Linked DNA regions of Ovis aries: region 2 is linked to region 1. The links are chromatin contacts, called in public Hi-C maps. All regions are on one chromosome and are shown on one strand. The core of a region is the stretch at or near the end of the contact, and the rest is flanking DNA. Distances in the headings are between cores, read along the strand shown.

Region 1 (2,982 bases), core at 427-2,926:
TTTTTGGTATTTATGTATTTTGCTTCATCAGCTTTTAGTTGTGGCATATAAACTCTAAGTCGCAAGATGTGGGATCTAGTTCCCTGACCAGGGATCAAACCGGGGCACCCTGTATTGGGAGGGCAGAGTCTTAGCCACTGGACCACCAGGGAAGTCCCCATCTTCCTCTTTTCTCTAATCACCCTTACAGACAGTTTTCTAAAAAGTTAGTATTGTGATGCATAATAAATGCAGGAATCCAGCTTCCTTGTGAAAATGGAAATAGTATAGTTAAAATTTGCTTCTCCTTTGATCCCCTTCTCCACGTTCAGTTTTACCTTTCTCCCTGCAGGTAATCACTGTTAGCCTCTGGTCACACTGTCCCTTTGTGACATCTCCTCTTCAGTGCTGCCCAGATTAAATCAGGCTATAGTGACTGGGGAGATGCCACGCAGTGCTGTCCACCTCCCAATCAGTCCTACACAGTACTCATTAATTTCTGGAAACCTTTCCAGGAGCTTCTAGTTGACACTTTCCCTCCTCTGAAGTCTTACATATGCTTATCTCATGATTTACAAAGTCCCAGTGTTCCCTGTCAGTGACCAGTCTTGTCTCCCTCACTAGAGTATAAGCCCTCTGAAGCCAGGCATTTGTGGTCTGTACATCCGCAATGTCTTCGTAGTTTCTTTGGCTCGTGCAGCGCAAACAGTATGAATGAAGTCAGCAAACACCCTGTGAAGTGAAGAATTTTGCCTTTATCAATTTGAGCAAGGTAGGGTCTGCTATGGCAGGCACTCTGACCAGAAACTGGGGGAATTCTGCTAATAATCTCCCTGACTTAGAGAGACTGAATAGGTAAGTGGTGAGGGGCTGAGGCACTGGATTCAAACATATCCTTGCTCAGCCATTTACTAGCTATGTGTGATGTTAGACAGGGACTTTCTAGGTGGCCCAGTGGTAAAGAATCTGCTTGCCAATGCACAAGACTCAAAAGACAAGCGTTCCATCCCTGGGTTGAGAAGACCTCCTGGAGAAGGAAATGGCAACCCACTTCAGTATTCTTGTCTGGAAAATTCTATAGACAGAGAAGCCTGGCAGGCTACAGTCCATGGGGTGGCAAAGAGTTGGACTTGACTGAGCACGCACGACATTAGACAAGTTATTGAGCCCTTCAGAGCTTTCTTCACCTGTGTAGCGAGACCACACCAGTCCCTACCTCCTGGGCTGTTATGGGGATCAATAGGGCTAATAGGTTTAGGCTGTTTTATGGGATTCCAGGTTCACACAGGTTAAACCATTGCATTAGGAAAAATAAAGGAGGAAGACTTGTCAACATCTCTCGAGTAGACCCTGGCAGAGGAAGCGCACACGTGGACTGAATATCGCTGCCTGTGTGAGAGGCATGTGGGGGTATTGAGAGTATTATGCTCTTCACCTCTCCTCCCTAGCCAAACGCTGCCACGCCCCTTCCACCTTCCATCCCAGGTTAATCCCGAGTTTAATTCCAAATACAGGCAATGGTAGAAAAGATCAAATAAAACGGTCACCAATTGATCAGAGTTGCATCACAGTGGGGACCGGGTTGTAATCCGCGGATCTCCACGCTCCGCCCCGCCTCGCTGTCGCAGGGCCTCTGATTGGCCCATGCCACGTGACGTCACATGGGGGTTTTAAGGCCGAGTGCCCCTGTCAGCTCTGCAGTGCCCGCGCGCTGGAGACCGGCGTGGATACTAGCGGGGCTGGCACGGAGGGGAGCGGGGAGAGCGCGGCTGACGGGAGGTAAAGGCGCTGCTCAGGCCGAGCCGAGGGGGTCTGGGTACGGGGCGGTGGAGCTGAAGACGGCGATCGGAGGAAGGCGGGCAGCGGAGTGTCGCAGTGTCGCGGGGTATTGGGGAGGGGATCTCAGTGTAAAGAGGGGCGTGTCAACCGTGGGGTTGTGGAAGGCGAGTGGGAGTGGGCCTTTCTCTCCGATTTCAGCACCCGTACCCTGATTCTTAATTTCGGGTCACTGCCCCCCAGATGCAGGTTCCCCCGAGGATTCTCTCCTGGGGAGCTGGGGTCGCGGTGCCTGCTGCCACACCACAAGCGCGGAAGCTGACTGTCCCCCTATCCAGGCCTCTCTCTCCAACCTCAGTGTCCTAGGAGTTTCTCTCGGTCTCATCGCCCCTGTCATGGCCCCCAGGCGACGGGGGAGAGCCTCTGTTATACCTGCAGCTACTTAAAAAAAAAAAAAAAAGAAAACAAATTTTTAAAAAGCGGGCTGCTGATTTCGGACGTGATCAAGAAGTTGCAAATTTCATGTTTGTTATTAAACATGATCCTCCTCTTTTCTCCCATGACCTTTCCCTGTTCAGATAACCCAGCTGTGATCCCCAAAGCCTGCAATTTCAAGGTCTCCTCCCTGCCTCTTCTGTGAGCCCCAAGACCTGCATCTTAGCTAGAGTTCAACATGGGGAACCACTTGACTGAGATGGCGCCCACCACCTCCTTCTTGCCCCACTTCCAGGCCCTGCATGTTGTGGTCATTGGGCTGGACTCAGCTGGAAAGACCTCCCTTCTTTACCGCCTCAAGTTCAAAGAGTTTGTCCAGAGCATCCCCACCAAAGGCTTCAACACAGAGAAGATCCGGGTGCCCCTGGGGGGGTCCCGTGGCATCACCTTCCAAGTGTGGGACGTTGGTGGGCAGGAGAAGCTTCGACCGCTCTGGCGCTCCTACACACGCCGGACAGATGGCCTGGTGTTTGTGGTGGATGCTGCTGAGGCTGAGCGGCTGGAGGAGGCCAAGGTGGAGCTCCACCGAATCAGCCGGGCCTCGGACAACCAGGGTGTGCCTGTGCTGGTCCTGGCCAACAAACAGGATCAGCCCGGGGCACTGAGCGCCGCCGAGGTGGAGAAGAGGCTGGCAGTCCGGGAGCTGGCTACTGCCACACTCACCCACGTGCAGGGCTGCAGTGCTGTGGATGGGCTGGGCCTGCAGCCAGGCCTGGAGCGCCTGTATGAGAT
Region 2 (3,279 bases), core at 180-2,679, 43 kb after region 1:
CTCGAAGGAGGGATGAACCTGTATCCCCTGTGTTAGCAGGCGGACTCCTAACCTCTGGACCACCAGGGAAGTCCTTTTGTTCCTTTTTAAATCAAGTTGCCTGTTTTCTTATTGTTCAGTTATGAGAGTTCATTATACATTCTGGATATGAATCCTGTGTTGGGTATGTGATTTGTAAATATTTTCTCCCTGTCTGTAGCTTGTGTGTGTGTGCTCAGTTGCTCAGCCATGTCCAACTGTTTGCTGTACTTTTTTGTACGTGTGTCTGATGAGAGAAAGAAAGGAAATTGATATTTACTGAGTACCTACTGGGCTTCTCTGGAGGCTCAGTGGTAAAGTGTCTGCCTACAATGCAGGAGACCCCCAAGTTGGGAAGATCCCCTGGTGAAGGAAATGGCAACCCACTTCAGTACTCTTGCCTGGAAAATTCCATGGATGGAGGAGCCTGGTAGGCTACAGTCCTTGGGATAGCAAAGAGATGCACACGACTGAGCAACTTCACTTCTCATGAGTACCTACTATGTGCTAGATATTGGTTGGGTTCCTGGAGGAACAGGGGTATGGGTGAGACAGTGTCCTAGAGACGGGAGCTAGAGAGGCGAAATTTGAACCACAAGCAAAGTCTGAGCCACAGGAGGGCACAGATGGGGCAGAAGAAGGAAATGGTAGCACTGAGTGGTGAAAAGTGAGAGCTCTAGAGTCAGACTTTCTGGTTCTAGCTTTATCATCTTCCACCTGTGTGACCTTGGGCAGGTTACTAAACCTCTCTGTACCTTGGTTTCTTTGAAAAACTAGGGTAGCGATAGTGTCTACTTCAAAGGGTTGAGGGGATTAAATGGGATGATGCAGCTGGCACATGGTACACTCTTCATCAATGTTATTATTTCTTTTTGTAGTAAAATGGTTTTGTGGCGATCAGTGAAAGCTCCCTGGAGGAAGTGCCCTTTGAGCCGAGCCTCAAGAACCGGAAGGACTTCCAGAAGCTGAGATGGTGGTAGTGAGGAGGCTGAGGAACCACAGATTTTGTCTGAAAGCTTGTTATTTCTTCCCTCTTGCTCGTTTCATCCCTCCCTCTTCAGCTGGTACTCTCTTCTACCAGAGTCTCTCTCTTTCCTTTCCCGACTTCCTCCTTTTTCCTTCTCACCCACTGGAGGCCTCCCTCTGGCGTCCTTGGCCTCACAAGGTCTCTGACTGCTGGGTTATGAGGTGCTGCTCTGGGGCTGCAGGGTCACCTTGCAGTCCCTTGATGGGGACTCGTACCGGTTCCAAATGGAGGCTGGATGCTGTATCCAGGATTCTTCCCTTGCAGTTCAGGGAGAGATGGATTTAGTGCAGGTCACTTTCACTACAAATTATCAAGCGGTCTTCCATGTAGATGTCAGGCCTGTGTTAGGGCAACAGCTGTACCAGCTCGACCTTGTTCAGTTAATAATTTACTGCCGGGAAATGGGAGTTAAATGGGCCAGAAGGCATATTTTGTGTGAACCTTGGGACACCTCTGACAGCAGTTTGTGTAATTTGTCCAGGAAGAGCCTAGAGCTATCTGAGTTCTAATGTTCTGCCTGTCACACTGACCCTTAGACCCCTTTTATTAACGGTTGGCTTTGATTAATACTTATTTTATTCCTTTGGTTTCACTTCTGATCTCATGACTGGAGCAGTGGTGAGTGTGGAAAATAGCTGTGTGAGGAATTATGTTCCCAGTGTCCTTATTCGAAGAAATCCACCAGCACTTGTGGTGTGGGTTTTCTCTGTTTGTATGTAAAAGGAACTCATACTTGATTTAAAGCTCTGCTATTACCATTTTTGGAATTCTTAATAATTTATGAACAAGGGGTTGCCATGTTATATTCAGTTCAGTTCAGTTCAGTCACTCAGTCGTGTCCGACTCTTTGCGACCCCATGAATCGCAGCACGCCATGTTGTATTAGGTCCCGAAAATTATGTACCTGGTCCTACAGGTATGCCTTGGTTTTTGATGTTGAACTTGAGTGACCCTCCAAGGTCGTTGTGTCCTTTCTCCTGCCTCCTGAACCGTTCTGAAATTGTGTCGAAGGCCCTCTGGGAGCCTATGGTAACTCTTTCCAAGAATCGTACAACCCTGCCAGTCAAAATATCTTAAAACACACACACAGGTAAAAGAAGTTGTTTGGTGGTTTAGCTGCTAAGTCGTGTCTGACCCTTGCGACCCCAGGGACCGTAGCCTGCTAGGCTCCTCTGTCCATGGGATTCTCCAGGCAAGAATACTGAGTGGGTTGCCATTTCCTTCCCTAGGCAATCTGCCTGACCCAGGGATCAAACCCAGGTCTCCTGCATTACAGGCAGATTCTTTACCCATTGAGATATGAGGGAAGCCCAGAAGAAGTTGTTTTAAAATAAGTAATATATGGATTTATTTCAAAATTCAAAGTACTGAAGGGTACTGTTGTTTCCCCCAAGTTTTCTTGTTCTCTTTCTGCAGAAGCAAGCAGTTATCCATCTCTGGGCACCTTCCCAAGAGAATCTGCGCTTTGATGAACACATATGTACATGTCTCCATATTTCTTTTTCTTCACCAGATGGTGAGATAACTTGTATACTATTTTGAACGTCCCTCTTTTTACCTAACTCTGCATTGTAGAAATAATTCTAAATCACCATATAGATCTACTTTATTATTTTTTGGGTAATGATTTCCCATTGTTTGGATTTTCTATAATTTACTTAACAAGTTCCCTGTTAACTGACACTTAAGGTGTTTCTGAACTATAAACAGTATTCTTGGAATAGAGTTGCCAGAATTAATATATTGAAATACAGTCTTTCCAGCTCAATTTAAATTTCAGATGAACAGTGAATTTTTTAGTGTAAGCATTTCCCATACTTTCATCCCAAGAGGGCAGGACATTTGGGACATAGTTTTTTTGGTTTTGTTTTAGTTTTTATTGAAGTATAGTTGATTTACAACGTTGTGTCAATTTCTGCTGTACAGCAAAGTGACTCAGTTATACGTATATACACATTCTTTTTTTATATTCTTTTCCTTTACAGCTTATCCCAGGATGTTGAATATTGTTCCCCATGCTATTCAGCAGAACCTTGTTGTTTATCCATCCTATATGTAATACTTTGCATCCCAGTCCATCACTCCCCAGGGACACAGATATACTAAAAGAATACTGTGATTTGAGGACTTCCCTGGTGGTCCAATGGTTTAGAAGCCACATTCCAATGCAGGGAATGTAGGTTCAATCCCTGATCAGGGAACTAAGATCCCACATGCCTTCGGGGAGCTAAGCC

What was found. Hi-C and Micro-C count contacts between places; a contact is called where the count stands out from the background.
Region 2: a contact with region 1 is called in a Hi-C map of liver, with 3 times the contacts expected there. The contact joins the enhancer-like site here to the promoter of ARL4D in region 1. A contact is called at or near these places in 3 of 16 Hi-C or Micro-C datasets (liver, mixed tissues and tail adipose tissue).

Annotation. Positions count from the first base shown.
Region 1 is chr11:43,087,342-43,090,323 of ARS-UI_Ramb_v3.0, forward strand. ARL4D (ADP ribosylation factor like GTPase 4D) reads left to right here and starts at 1,677. Exons shown (of 2, transcript XM_027974466.2): 1 at 1,677-1,758; 2 at 1,999-2,982. The coding sequence starts at 2,429.
Region 2 is chr11:43,130,487-43,133,765 of ARS-UI_Ramb_v3.0, forward strand. No RefSeq gene overlaps it. Among named protein-coding and RNA genes, the nearest start is that of DHX8, 27 kb to the right of the region's middle. Within about 2 kb of position 1,430, at least 2 of the 54 cell types and tissues checked have an H3K27ac peak or open chromatin away from gene starts, as enhancers often do. A contact at or near this core is called in liver, where this site is marked.